Linked DNA regions of Mus musculus: regions 2 and 3 are each linked to region 1. The links are chromatin contacts, called in public HiCAR-type and promoter capture Hi-C maps. All regions are on one chromosome and are shown on one strand. The core of a region is the stretch at or near the end of the contact, and the rest is flanking DNA. Distances in the headings are between cores, read along the strand shown.

Region 1 (4,757 bases), core at 1,474-3,973:
GGCCGTGCCAGAGACCATTTCAGCCAATTAACCCATGTTAAGGATGCTGGCACTGCCTTCCTAGTGACTCCCAGGGAGGTTAAAGGGCAGTGTAATCAAACTGTGCTGCTCATCCATGAGGACCAGTGGGATTATGCCCACCCTATGACTTGTTCAGCAGCCAAATCTGAATTTAATCCCCAAGCGACACTGACATGACCAGGCTGGGGAGCCAGTAGTGGCTAGAAGCGAGGTATATAGCAATAAGAGCCCAGTGCAGCTATAGATCCACACAAGAGACTGCAAGAGCTGGGGAAAGTTACTTATCTCTCAAGTTCCTCTGCTGACACAGGGACAGATAAACAGTACCTGCCTACTCCTGAGGGCCCAAGTGAGACAGTGCCACTAAGTCCCAGGTATAATCCTGGCAAGCAGTATGTGGTCTGACAGTTATTACTTCAGCTTGACCACAGACCTAAACGAGGAAAGCTGCTCAGTGAAACGTGAGAAAGCACAGGTTCTGTCAGTAGACTCTGCCTACCTTCTACTTACAGAGATTGGTAACAGTAGAGCATCTAAAAAGCTCAGCAGACAGTTACTATTCCTACGACGAACAAAAGCTATCGATGGCTAAAGGTGTCACTGTAACAGTCGATTTCAAAACCGATATTGCTGAAACCCTAACGTGTGACGTGCTGAGGACTCACCTTGTAAAGCGTTAATGATGCTCACATGTAAAAAACAAAAAAACAAAAACCAACCTTGGGGAATATCATTCCAAATACCAGCCCCTGATCAAGTACAACCTCATAAGCATGCAGTTAACTTGGAATTCAGACATTACAGGCATACAGGAAACCTACTGCTTTAACGCCACAAATGACCGTGGTATTCCCCAGCTTCACGAGAGCAGAGCCATCCGCTGTACTGATTGAACCTGGAAAGGTAAACTTGGTATTCATAAAAAATTTTAAAAAGAAAAAAAAAAAGAAAATAACCACAAAGTTTCCTACAAAGTAGTTTAAATCTTTTTGTTTGCCTCTGAAACTCCCCCCACCCCCACCCACCCACCCCCTGAAACTTTTGACCGGTTCAGGTCAGTGACTTGAAAATGATATTACTACTTAACGTTTTTTCATCTTTTTCTTCGGTCTCCCAATTTGAACTAAAGTTTAGATCAACTACAAGGTTGGTGTGATGATAAAAATCTCTTAACATCACCCGATTGCGTTAGACATAGTAGAGCTGGCTGAAAAACTACGTGACACCAAGGATGTCCCACCCAACTAAAAGGAAGTTTATCTTCACCTATGTTGACAGTTGTGGCTCTGAATTCACCAAGTTCTCTTCCATCAGGACGGCAGTTTTCCTTCTAAATGTTTATAAGGAAACGGGTCATAGATGTATTTCGGGTACGCAGCATTAAGCCTCATTCATTTAAATGAACCGAAGCTTGGTGTTTTTACCCACAGCTCTAACGTACAAAACCACCTTCACTCACCAGAAATCTCCTGTAATACTCCAGCGGCTCCACAGTTCTGAAACAATGTTTAAAACGTGTCTCAGTCAGTGCGTCCTAAAGCAGAAACCCAGAACTTGAGAGTGTGGTGTCTGAGGCGTGATCTCGACAGGCTCAGGCGTTTGAAACTGTGTGGCCCGTATTTATAAAAGCCACACAGCAGCAACCGGTTTCCAGCGGTGACCTTAACTGTGCCATAGTCAGGAGGAACAGAGGCCCTTGGCACACCCAGAAGAGGGTCAACCTGGGTGTCAGTCACATCACTCGTGCTCTGAAGCAGGGACCTTAGCGTGACTTCGCGCCGTTATAAACCACACTCGCCAGCATCCACAACTTTACCACGGAAGAGTGTATTGTACATACGTTTGGCCTCCTCGCCGACCCGCGGCCACAAGTGACTGCAGGTAGGTACGGTGCACGCACCGCAGACGCGAGTTTGCAGGCTGCACGCGTGGGCGGCTCCGGGTTTAACCAGAGCGCGCCCAACGCTTTCCCAGTCCCTTCCGAGGGCGGCCCTGCGTGGAGAGCGGCGTGGCCCTCGGCTAAGAGGTCCGGGCCGTCCTGGATGCAGTGTCCCTCAGCGCCTCGAGTGGGCAGAGCCCTCCCGCGGCCCCGCGAGTCCTCGGGGGGGCCCCCACCCGCCGCCGCGCGCCACACCCGCACCCGGGCCCTCTTTGCGCGCGCCGCCACTCACTTGAACCCAGCCGCCATTTTTCCGGCCCGCTCTGCGCCTGCGCAGCCCTCCGCGCCTGCGCCCTCCGGTCGCCAGGCGTGCCTCCAGCCCAGGGCACTCGGAGGGATCCTGGGTTAGGGAAGTGCAGCTACCGTGTTCCTGCGCCCGAGGCATTAACGCCAGCTCCGGCCACCCCGAGCGTCCCGCTAGTCGCCAATCTCGCGGGGTCCCACGGGCCCGCGCGCTTGTGCACGAACACACTCCCACACACACGCAGGCGCACGAGATGAAAAGGGGGTGACCCTAAAACCCTCCACGGCGCCGGGCATCCTTAGATGGCTGCTCTGCACGGCGCGAGGGGTGAAGCCAGTGCACAGGTCCAGGGCTTTGACTTGCCGCACTCGGTGACCGGCCTGCAGTCCTCGGCGGAGCCGCGCGGGGGCGCTGCGGGGAGGCCTCGGCTTTCCTGCCGTGGCGGGGCACGGCCAGGCGGGGGCGCTGCGGGCGGCGGGCGAGGGCTAGGCCGGCCTCTCCTGCGGGGCCGGCTGGGGCGGGGCGCGGCGCCGCACCGCGCTTCCGCAAGTGTGGAGCTGCGGGATGGCTACGCTGCTACTGCAGCTGCTGGGGCTCGGCGTGGCGCTGGCGGCTGCCGCGCTCATTCTGGTGAGACCGTGGTGGAGTCCGGTGCTCCGGGTGTCCCTTCCGCGCTTCCCTCGCGTGCTTGGCTCCCTTGGCCTCAGATTCCCTGAAATCCTTTGAACCTTTGTTCCCCTTTGGAACCCTATTTGAGTGCCCAGAGCCTCCGCCCAGCTTTTCGGGGCTCCTGCTTCTGAACCCCCGCCTGTCACCCCTCCACGCCACTCCCCAGTCTTCTTCCTGGGGCTCCCATATGCACTGCAGCTGGAAAGAGCGGCCGATCCATAAGGCTAGGGACGATGGGTCAGCAAAAGATAGGCCCAGACGGCGTTCTATTCATTTTGGCCAGGGGTCTTTTTGTTTTGTTTTGGGTTTTTTTGCTTGAGAATCAGGCACCTTAGCGTTTTCTTTGCCATTCCTGTAGAAACGTGGCAGACCCCTTCTGATTATGTAGAAGAGGACATATTTGCCAACTAAACTCTGCCACATAGTTTGAAAAGGAGCCTGTAACTCATTCAGAAAGCAGATTCTGAAAAGCTTGCCTGTATTGAGACAGGTGGCCAGAAAGGCCTCTGCCACCTAGCCAATGTACATGTGCACATGCACAGTCTTGGAGTGGTGTAGCCAGATGACTGTCGCTGTGTGTCCGGTGAAGCCAGGCGCCCTCTCTCACTAAAATGCCTTCTTTAAAGGCTTGGAACAAATCTGAACTTTGTTGGCCACGTTCCGGGTTGTGGCCACTTTACTTTGAATCCTTTATACAGACTTAGCTGACTGTGTGTGCACGATGAGGCTGTGTGGACTGTACTAGATCCCACTGGCTTGAACGAGTAGAGGTACCCTTTATTTTACTGCAAGCATGTTGCACTTGGTGTGCAGTGCGTTGCATCTTGAAGCCTACTTTCCATCTGCCTGTTGGCATTCTTTCTCTCCGCCCACTTTTTTTTTTTTTTTTTTTTTTTTTTTTTGAGACAGGGTTTCTCTGTATAACTCTGGCTATCCTGGAACTCACTTTGTAGACCAGGCTGGCCTCGAACTCAGAAATCCGCCTGCCTCCCGAGTGCTGGGATTAAAGGCGTGCGCCACCATGCTCGGCCTCCGCCCACTTTTGAAAATAAATTTAAAACAATTCCAAATAACATTTCATCTCTAAATCATCTGCATTTATTTCTATAAGGACTTCCTTCTAAAACTTTACTGTAATAAGTTAATTCCAACCGTCTTTAAAACCTGTTATTTCTGTGTTTCCAAATACCCTGTCAATTTAAATACTCGGAGTTTGCCAGTATGGAGTTTGCCAGTGTGGATTTTTTTTTTGGTTTTGGTTTTGGTTTTTTTTCGAGATAGGGTTTCTCTGTGTAGCCCTGGCTGTCCTGGAACTCACTCTGTAGACCAAGCTGGCCTCGAACTCAGAAATTTGCCTGCCTCTGCCTTCCAAGTGCTGGGATTAAAGGTGCACACCACCACACCTGGCGCCAGTATGGATTTCACAGACGCCTTCCTAAGCATCTTTAACTTGCCCTCCACATTTCTTGTAGGATCTTGAGATTTAATTAAGTTCACGTGTGTCTTTTTGATGGGCTTTGGAGTGTTTTGTTTTGTTTTTTTTTAAATGAAAAGTCCTCAGGTACCCAATCACCAGAAACACTTTCACATATGAAAGCACACATTTTTTAAAAATGATGAGATGTTTCCCCTGACATCTTAAGAGGGTGGCCAGTTTTACTTTTGCGTTATTACAGACGTAAATTTTTCTGTCTTCATTCAGTGTAGTGATTATTCTTTCGATGCTGAAGTTTCTTTTTCACAGGTCTGAGAAATGCCTTCAAGTGACTCACCTACTTGTCCTCAAGTGACCCCCTGTACCTGTTCCCTTTCATGCAGCCCTCGTGGGTACAGATGGAATTTGCTTTCTCTATGATATGCTGTGTTAATAATACACCTTCCCAC
Region 2 (4,757 bases), core at 786-3,285, 2.8 Mb after region 1:
ACATTTGAGCCTTTCAAAGCAAGGCTACTTCAGCAAAGGAACGGGGCTGTAAGATGAAGTTTAAGACAAGTTCTTAGATGTCTTCCCTTTGGGCAGGCAGCGCAGCCGAGCCGAGCTGAAGTGATTCTACACCAATGGCTCAGCCACAACTTCTTCGGAGGCCTTTTCTAACCTGACCCCTATGACCTCACTGGTTCTGATAACAATTCAAGTGCCAGCCCCGGCTTTCCCTCAAGAACTCCCTCTAGCAATTGAGAATACATTTCTCTGTTCGATCTAATTCAAAAAGCTGGATCTAATGTAAAATTCACAACCTCAAAAAGCTAGGCAGATAGGGCATGAAGGATGACAACGCACACTACTGCCCTGCCGTGACGGTATTTTAGGTTACCAAGTGTAACATAAGACTCCTGACCCAATTTCCACACAATTTGTTGGTCCAGCCCATAACTACTTTACAGTGCGGTTGGTAATTACATTACTGTGCTGTGTGGTCATTACGTCATCAGCTGGGAGAGGTAAAGCCCACCAGGCACTGTGTTCTTTTCCGGTTTGCTTTTCCTGAGTGACTGAAGAACCCAGACCACCTACTCACCTGGCTGTGAGCTAGCTAACTTAAGTGAAGGCGCTAAGGGCCTAAGACCCAGATTTAGGCCAAAGTCGCTCAAAATTCCTTTCCCCAAGTTTAAGTTTTCCAATGGCCTGGATCTCTTAGGGCTTAAGCAGTTTCCACTTCATGAAACGTTCTCTGTTCTAGTCAAGTACAACTCCCAGAGATTCATCCCCTACTTTTTTATCTTAGCAGATCTCTGAAGCACCTTGGAAGAGTCAGTCTCTCAGTCTCTCTCTGTCTCTCTCTCTCTGTCTCTGTCTCTCTTTCACACACACACACACACACACACACACACACACACACACGCCACGAACACACGAGCGTCCAGGGCATCACAACTTTGCCCCTCTTGACTGCCGGCAGACTTACTTAAGGAAGTATCTCTGGCCAGTGGCCGTGAAGGTCATCTCCCACCCGGGGGGCAACGGCAGCTCGTCGGTCACGTCATAGGACTGCTGGCGGAGATGTGCATGCTGCTGTGCAGGGCCTCCAGCGGCTCCCGCACCGGTGCCCAGCTGCAGGGATGCGGGCGACGAGTGCGAGCGGACGTGCTGCGCGCCGCCAGCTAGTCGAGGCCCCGGGTGGCCGCCTGATGAGTCTGTGCTGGATTGGCGCGAGTGCGAGCCGGAATCGGGCTCCTTAAAGAAGGACTCCGGGAGGATCTTTTTCCGCCATGAGCTGGGCTTGGGGTTCATGACAGAGTTGAAGAGGGCTTCGAGGTCGGTGTCCAGGTCCTGCGTGACGTGGATGACTTGCTGCCCTGGCGGCGGGAGCGGATGGGGCACCGAGGACGGATTCATCTTTCTACAAGAAAAAAGAAAGATCAGATCAGCCTTTTGGTGCAAGTCAGAGGAGGAGGGGGTAGTCCCGGGGAAGGACAGAGAGAACCTAGAGACAGTTAGGTATGGGTCCAGGGACCAGCCGGTGGGGGAGGGGGCGCCCCTGGCCTCCGAGATTATGCAACTTTCCCGCAACAGAGAAGCTCCCCTGAGCAGGCAGCCGCGGGAGGAAGGGGGGGGGGGGTGCCTGCACCAGACCCAGTCGCAGCTTCCCCTGCCCAATACCCCCACCGGCAACCCCAGGCGTCCCGACTGCGGTCGTCTAAGAGCCGGACGCCACAGAGGGTGCGGGGCGCGGCGGGAGCTACCTGGGGACTCGGGGAAGCCAAGCCTGGGCGCCTCCCGAACTGACGAGCTGGAACCCGGTCCCGGCTGGCAGATCCCGAGCGGATTCCCAGCAGCCGAAGGCTTATCCTCTTACATCCCCGGAACCGGCCTCGGGCGCTCCCACTGCGCGAGGAGGCGACAGAGAAGACGTAGACGAGCGCAGCCGCCGCGGCTCCCGGACTGTCCCATAAACAAAGTTTGAAGCAAACTCCCACCCTTAGGAAAGAGGCGGGCCGAAAGTGGAGCTGTTGAATTATGCATGACCTCCTGGCCGGAGCCAGCCTGCCCCACGCCCCTCCTCTTCCTCCTCCTCCCACCCTAGCCCGGCTGGCGGGGGTGGGCTGGGCACTTCGCAGCTCGGGAGAGACCGTGCCCCCGCCCCGCCGCGCCGCTCCGACCTCTCCCGCCGAGCGCCTATCTGCATTCCTTTGAGTTTACCACTGACTTGGGGCGGGATCAAAGAGAAAATGGTTCAAGCCTGTTAAATCAAGGGGTTATGGACAAAAACCAAATCGGAGAATAACGGAGGGCCCTCGGTTGAGGGTCCAAGGCCCAGAATGAGTCTGTCCTGAGCGCTTGCCCTCGTCTTAAGGGGAGCGCCCAGCACCCGGAATGTGGCACGGGGCGCGGATCTGCCAGAGGTCGGACCGGGGCGCACCCTGGCTCAGGGAGACACCCGCGAGGCCAGACTTTCCACGGAAGGCTGCTTAACGCTTGTGACCATATTTGGTCTGCTGGGGAGACAACTTGGCTGTTTGGCTTTCAGTTGTCTGCGAGACGGTTTCCCAAAAAGTGCCGCTGTTGCTGAAGATGCGGCTTCACCGAGGAGTCGATTGTAAACTACCAACTTTCAAGCCTTTCATCAATCCTTAGAAGGCCGAGACAAAGCTGCGTTCTAGAAGGCCAAGCAATTGCGCCCCCTTCCCTCCTCCCGCGGCGTTTGCGAGGGTAGTGGGAGGATTGGAATGTCCCTGGGTCGCTCTAGGGAGCCTGGAACTGGAATGGAACAGGGGCAGGTGGCTAGGATAGAGAGGGTGTGCCAGTGACCCGGAAAAAGCCACACAGCCTCCCACCCGACTGGACATGGGCCAGAGGTGGAGACCCCAGCCTTTGGAGAGAGGAGGTCTGGCCTGGTAAGACAGCTGCCGGGAAGAGGGAGGAGGCCTTGCCCTTCCCACTGCCAGCTGCTCAACTATTCCTTCTCTCCAAGAAAGGGTGGCTGCTTTTTAAGTTACATTCCAGAAAGCCCCTACCCGACCCACAGATTCTAATAGACAAGTTTATTAGATAGGTTAAATGAGGCAATACACGCAAAGCACTTTGCTTAGCCAAGGCTGCATGGAAGTTTGTCAGCAGAATTGTATCAAATGCAGGCACTGTGCCTCACCATATTAAAGAGAGACATAAAAGTCAAAATTAAATCCACAGTTGACAGTGCTACAGGAAAATGAAGACAACTGTGACCTAACAGCAAGGTGAAGGGACAAATGCAAGCCACTCCATCATTTTTACTTTAAGACAGAAGAGAGAACAAAACTGTGGCTCAGCTGGAAAAGATCCTTTCAGGCAATTCTGACAACCTGAGTTCGAATCCCACACACTACATGGTAGAAGGAGAGAACCAACTCTAGCCCCCACATGAGCCCCCAACACATTTTTTTTTAATTTTGAGACCATCTTTGATTAGCTGTGTCCTATCCCAGTACCCATACATGAGCTGTGACTCCAGGTCCCTTACAGACTTTTCCCAAAATGGCAAGTGGTCTTATACTAAGGCCTCTTGAACTTTTTCAATCATGACCCCTTTTTGCCTGAAAAACTATCTATCTGACCCTAATCTATATTTGTATAAAATAGGTAAGAATCAAACATTTACTGATAATCATAAATTGATTTTAAAATAATTCATTCCTGGGCATATATAAAATTTTGCCGTTCATTAAAGATAATAAGATATGCTTTGGGCTAGGACTATAGTTCAGTGGCAGAGCACTTGCCTGGGATCATTCCCTAGTAATAATAAGTGCTAAACAAATGTGATGGTTCCCATATACAGAATTAAACCCTGACTCTTTTTTTTTTTCTTTTTTTTTTTTTTTTTTTTTTTTTTTTTTTTGGTTTTTCGAGGCAGGGTTTCTCTGTGTAGCCTTGGCTGTCCTGGAACTCACTTTGTAGACCTGGCTGGCCTCAAACTCAGAGATCCACCTGTCTCTGCCTCCCAAGTGCTGGGATTAAACGTGTGCTCCACCACGCCCGGCTAATCCTGACTCTTTGATACTACAGGACATAGGGTGCCTTCAACATTTTTCACCTTTTTTATTTTATAATTGCTAGTCCTGAGACTGGTGTTGTACAAAATGGCAGAAGTATGTTTAGGGCCATCTCAGAAACTATTGGAAGTTCTGTCCTAGGTCCAAGCCAATATTTCATTTAATGATTTTTTTTTTTTTGTAATGAAAGTCAAGTCAGCAACTCAGTCATTTCCAACATCAAACATCCTAACCAAAATATATGTTAATGTATACATACTGAGGAATGAAGGTAGAAAAATATTGTCTATTTTCCATAATTAAATCATTTTCTGTAAAAGCACAGTGCTGTATGCCCAGTAAGACCACAATTCAAATCTGAGCAGTACTATTTCAGGCAGCTCTCCTTGGTGTTGTGTAGTGTGCCCAGAACAAAGTACACATGTTAAACATGTATGTTCAGAACCAAGAGTACAGTGAAGTCTCAAGATGCCACACAAACAAGTATTACCAACGATGAAAATCATGTTTGATTTTGAATTAATTTTTGGTTCTGTGCATGTAATCTAAAAACTATTTTTCTTGAGACAGGGTTTCTCTATAGCCCTGGCTATGTCCTGGAACTCAGTGATCTGCCTGCTTCTGCCTCTCACAGTTGCCAAATCTTTCACGACCCCTGCTCCACAATAAATTACACAACCCATGTGAGTTCACAACCCAGAGTTTAAG
Region 3 (4,757 bases), core at 1,312-3,811, 2.5 Mb before region 1:
CCCAGGCTAGTTTGGAATGCACCCTAAACTCCTGATCTTCCTGCCTCCACATCTGAAGGGCTATCTTTCCTGTTTATGCTAGAAGCCAGGGCACGGTGTATGCTCAGCAGACACGATACCATCTGACAAAGTCCCTAGTCCGGTTTTCTTAATCTTGTAAGTGAAGACTTCACTCATCTTGGTGGACTTCACATGACTAGAATTACCACGATGCATGGTTAGCAGGAAGAAGACATACCATCTACGACATCTACTGATAGATACACTGGTATTATAGGATGCTTATACTTTCTGCATTGATAATATTGATGGGAAGCAAGAAGTGTCATGTTTTACTATCTAGCAATTAAAGGAGGCCAAAGAGACCCTCCACATTTACTTCCAACCTTAACATTTTTATAGGGCTATCAGAAAAGAATGTTTAACCTGACATAACTTCTATCAAAGGCTGTATCTTTCAAAATTCCCAAAGCACTTCGTGCCTGCTTTCCCAGAGACTCCGATTTTTGCACATGTCTCCATACTTGTTAAGGGTGTGAATGGTCGTTCTTTACAGAATAGTTTGTACCAGGCAAAGGCAGGGAACCAGTAAGATGCTCAGTGACGTCCCACGCTTCAGTAAACTGACTTCACACACCACGAATAATCACCTCTATGAACCGTTTAAGGTGCATCTGTTATACAAACCTTTGTATTGGGGGCATTGATTGTGCAGATTCTCTGACTCTTTTCTTTTTTGGTCTTAGCATTGAGCTTAGGGTCCCACTCTTGTTAAGCCTTGGCTGTATCACTAGCCTATACTATGACACTTATAGAAACAGTTGGGGACAGTGGCCTTAGAGAATTTGAAGATCTGGGGAAAGCTTTAGGAAAACTCCTTTAACCAAATGCTCTCATCGCAACAGTCCCTGAGAAACCGAAACAGAAATGAGGCGAAGGCCAAATTCACAGCTGGATTTCATCGCCAAGAATGGTCCTCTAGTGCTCCGCCTATTTGTAGGGTGCGGCTGTCTGACTGTGGGCCCACCTCGGCAGAGTGTGATTACAAAGGAGCACCAGAGGGTTGTTCTTTGTGGTCCTGCTTAGGCTCATCCATTTACTCGAGTCTCCCAGCGGTTGTCAAAGCCAAATTTTGTAGTCAAGGTGAAGAGACAGTTAACCAAACTGTCCTCGGCACCTCTGGTTCAGGATCGCCACTCAAAACTTTTATCAGTAGGCAGCCGTTTCAGAAAAAGGGATTATGAATAGGGGAATAGGGGCCTGGATTAGCGAGACGTTAGAGACAAAGTGGAAGGAGTAAGAAGGCTGGTTTTCTTTTGGAGTCTCATTTTACATAGAAAAACTCCACGTAAGAAAGAAGAGCGAAGTACAACCGCAACAAGACATTTGGAGCTGCGTTTTTGGACATATTTAAAGCCCTAATATGCATCTTCAATTCTAAAGCATCCTAGCCAATAAAAGAAAATGCCACCCATATTTCTTTTTTTTTAAAAAAGAAAGCAAATCAGAGGATCAAGCGAGGGAACATTTTCTTCTATTCTGTAAGGCAAAAAGAACCACTGTCTTTCTACCTTTGGCTCCGCCGGACGTGTGTTAGATACGCGGGTCTGGGAGCTCACTCTGTGAGTTTAAAGAACTGAGGGGCGGAGCTGTGCCCCAACACTTGGGGCTTATCTCCTTTTGCGACTTCAACACCTCATCGCTTCCATGCTAAATAAAAAAGAAATAAGCAAGCAGTTAAACTTAATTAGGGGTAATAAAGTGACAAAGTTGTCTCTAAGCGCTCCTCTGACTCTTTAGCCACCACACCGGTCCTCAGGAAAAAGTGAGATTCCCGTGGCAGAAAAGCGGTTCCCATAGAAGACGTCGGATCTGAGGCGCTACTGGAGCTAGGTGCTTGTGCAACAGTGTTCTCCCCGCGCCGCACCTCTCTGGGGTTCAGGATGAGTGGAGGCTGGGGGCTGGACCGAGCCGCAGAGGCTCGTCTTGCAGGTGTGCACAGGTAGGGTGGGAAGCGGTTACTCCGGAGCCGCAGAGCGACGGGTCTTCACCGAAGGATCTGCGCGCCTGGGGCGGCCAGGGCAGATGCCAGCTTAAGAAAACATTCCTCCAAAACAAACCCCACCGACTTCCCGAGAGCTGCGCGAAGACGCGTGGGCGGAGCGGGCTTGAGTGGAATCCACGAGGCGCCCCACCGCCCACGTCGCGTCCGGGAGCGCGCAGCGGCCCCGCGCCATCCCGGGAGTCAGGGTCTGGGCTCTGCCTGGAGTACTCGATTGCACTCTGTAGTAAACAAAAGTATGGTAGCCGCCTCCACGCCGGTTTGCCTCCTAGCAATCCGATCGCTGAGACGCCAGAGACTCAGAAACACTTGAGAATTACAGAAAATAATAACGGAGATTGGAAAAAAAAAAAAAAGTGTGTGAGAAAGAAAAATACCCCACCGCCCCCCACCAACCTACTGCCGCCTCCCGAGGGAAGGCAGCGCCCGCCCAGGCCCGCGTTCATTGGCTGCTTCGGCGGAGACTTCGCGCGTCCATTGGCCGCGCAGCCTGTCAGTCAGGGGCGGGGCGGCGCGCGCGCCGCCGCGGGCGGGGAGCCCGCTGCAGATCCCGTAAGACGGGAGTCTGCGGAGTCGCTTCAGTCCCCGCCGCCGCCACATTCAACAGGCAGCAGCGCCGCTGTCGCGCGGCCGCGGAGAGCTAGAGCGGCCCGCAGCGTCCGCCCGTCTGCCTTGGCGTCCGCGGCCCTTGTCAGCGGGAGCGCGGTGCCCGAGCTGCCGGGCTCCGCGGCCTGGTCGGTGCCCCGTCCTAGGCACGAACTCGGAGGCTCCTTAGACACCGGTGACCCAGCGAAGTTAAGTTCTGGGCGCGTCCGTCCGCTGCGCCCCGCCGCGCCTGACTCCGGCGTGCGTCCGCCGTCCGCGGCCCCCCAATCTCGGAGCGACACTCGGGTCGCCCGCTCCGCGCCCCCGGTGGCCGCGTCTCCCGGTACTTCTCTGCTGGTGGGGGAGGGGCGGGGGCACCATGGCCGAAGCGCCCCAGGTGGTGGAGACCGACCCGGACTTCGAGCCGCTGCCCCGGCAGCGCTCCTGTACCTGGCCGCTGCCCAGGCCGGAGTTTAACCAGTCCAACTCGACCACCTCCAGTCCGGCGCCGTCGGGCGGCGCGGCCGCCAACCCCGACGCCGCGGCGAGCCTGGCCTCGGCGTCCGCTGTCAGCACCGACTTTATGAGCAACCTGAGCCTGCTGGAGGAGAGTGAGGACTTCGCGCGGGCGCCAGGCTGCGTGGCCGTGGCGGCGGCGGCTGCGGCCAGCAGGGGCCTGTGCGGGGACTTCCAGGGCCCCGAGGCGGGCTGCGTGCACCCAGCGCCGCCACAGCCCCCACCGACCGGGCCGCTGTCGCAGCCCCCACCCGTGCCTCCCTCCGCTGCCGCCGCCGCGGGGCCACTCGCGGGACAGCCGCGCAAGACCAGCTCGTCGCGCCGCAACGCGTGGGGCAACCTGTCGTACGCCGACCTCATCACCAAGGCCATCGAGAGCTCAGCCGAGAAGAGGCTCACCCTGTCGCAGATCTACGAGTGGATGGTGAAGAGCGTGCCCTACTTCAAGGATAAGGGCGACAGCAACAGCTCGGCGGGCTGGAAGGTGAACGGCCTCTGGGCGGCCCTGGGGGGTGGGGTGGGGATGTGTTGGGGCCGGCGGAGGGTCGGCAGTGTGGGTGTTCGGGGCCCGGAAATGATGGGCGCACGGAGAGAGCGGGGCGAGAAATGGCAGGTGTGGCGGGGGCTTCCCGGAGACCCAGAGCCAAATTTGGACCAGGTGCAGGCGAGGGACTTCTAGAGAGACCCGGGCAGGGCTCGTTTGGGAACTTAAGTGAAATGGCAGAGCAGGCGTGAAAGTTAGCTTAGTTGTTGGAGCGAGGGGTTCGCTTCCAAGGTCCCTCTCCATTTGACACTCCAGACCTCCTGCGAGGGGGTCGGGCGACTCCTCCACCCACACGCGCACCCACTCTCCCGACCCTCGGCCGCCAAGGTTTCCCCGGGACCCGACCGCGGAGGTGCGGGGCGCACTGGAGACATCCCCCACCCCCACGCGCGCGCACGCAGGCGCGGGGCTCCCGCAGCTTTTGGGATAGCCAAACGCGCAGCTGGCTGAGCCGTGTGCGGGCCAGCGGTTGCAGAAAGTTGCGGAGGCCGGGGCAAATTTGGTTTTAACCAAAGTGGCCTGGGCACTGAGCAGGTGGTCGAGCGTTCCCACTCACTGGGTACGGTTTCGGACGCGCGCAAGTGGGTGGCCAAGGCTTTTAGGCTCTGGGCAATCTAAAGTTCAAGTGTGACCCTTGGCCGGGGCGGGAGCAGGCGAGGAGGGAGGGACCGGGTGTACAGGAAGCTAGAACCTTTAAAGGGCCAGTGCCTCCAGGCTGGGAGGCCACACTTTTTGCACTCAGAGAAAGGCTTCCACAGTTGGGCTGGCTTGGGGAGGTATGCATTTAATTGAAAGCCGAGAGGCTGCTGTGTGTGACCAGATTATGCGTGAGTGTTGGGGAGTGATTTACCGTAAAGCATGCAGCTACCCACGACCGGGCAAGTCTGGGAGCCCTGAAGTGAGTATTTGGTGGAAGTCTTAAGTGCTCACTTGGGGAATTACGGAAGACCTTTTTGCCTCGAAGGAGGATTGGAGACTTATAAATTAGGTGTTTAAGGCCTTTGTTTACCTTTCCGGTGGGAGGGAGAGGACAGGTGACTCAGTGTGGAC

The links. Promoter capture Hi-C pulls out the DNA fragments that hold promoters and counts their contacts. HiCAR-type assays count read pairs that join an accessible place to other places.
Region 2: a HiCAR-type map of astrocytes shows a contact between it and region 1, with 7 times the contacts expected there. The contact joins the promoter of Wwtr1 here to the promoter of Alg5 in region 1. A contact is called at or near these places in 2 of 115 datasets of contacts at active chromatin or transcription factors (astrocytes and epiblast stem cells).
Region 3: a promoter capture Hi-C map of pre-B cells shows a contact between it and region 1, with 5 times the contacts expected there. The contact joins the promoter of Foxo1 here to the promoter of Alg5 in region 1. A contact is called at or near these places in 2 of 39 promoter capture datasets (liver and pre-B cells).

Annotation. Positions count from the first base shown.
Region 1 is chr3:54,732,816-54,737,572 of GRCm38.p6, forward strand. Alg5 (asparagine-linked glycosylation 5 (dolichyl-phosphate beta-glucosyltransferase)) reads left to right here and starts at 2,724. Exons shown (of 10, transcript NM_025442.3): 1 at 2,724-2,834. The coding sequence starts at 2,769. Exosc8 (exosome component 8) reads right to left here and starts at 2,549. Exons shown (of 11, transcript NM_027148.3): 1 at 2,193-2,549; 2 at 1,481-1,517; 3 at 1,288-1,351; 4 at 843-916. The coding sequence starts at 2,209.
Region 2 is chr3:57,573,841-57,578,597 of GRCm38.p6, forward strand. Wwtr1 (WW domain containing transcription regulator 1) reads right to left here and starts at 2,036. Exons shown (of 7, transcript NM_133784.3): 1 at 1,761-2,036; 2 at 983-1,417. The coding sequence starts at 1,413.
Region 3 is chr3:52,265,776-52,270,532 of GRCm38.p6, forward strand. Foxo1 (forkhead box O1) reads left to right here and starts at 2,562. Exons shown (of 3, transcript NM_019739.3): 1 at 2,562-3,647. The coding sequence starts at 3,027.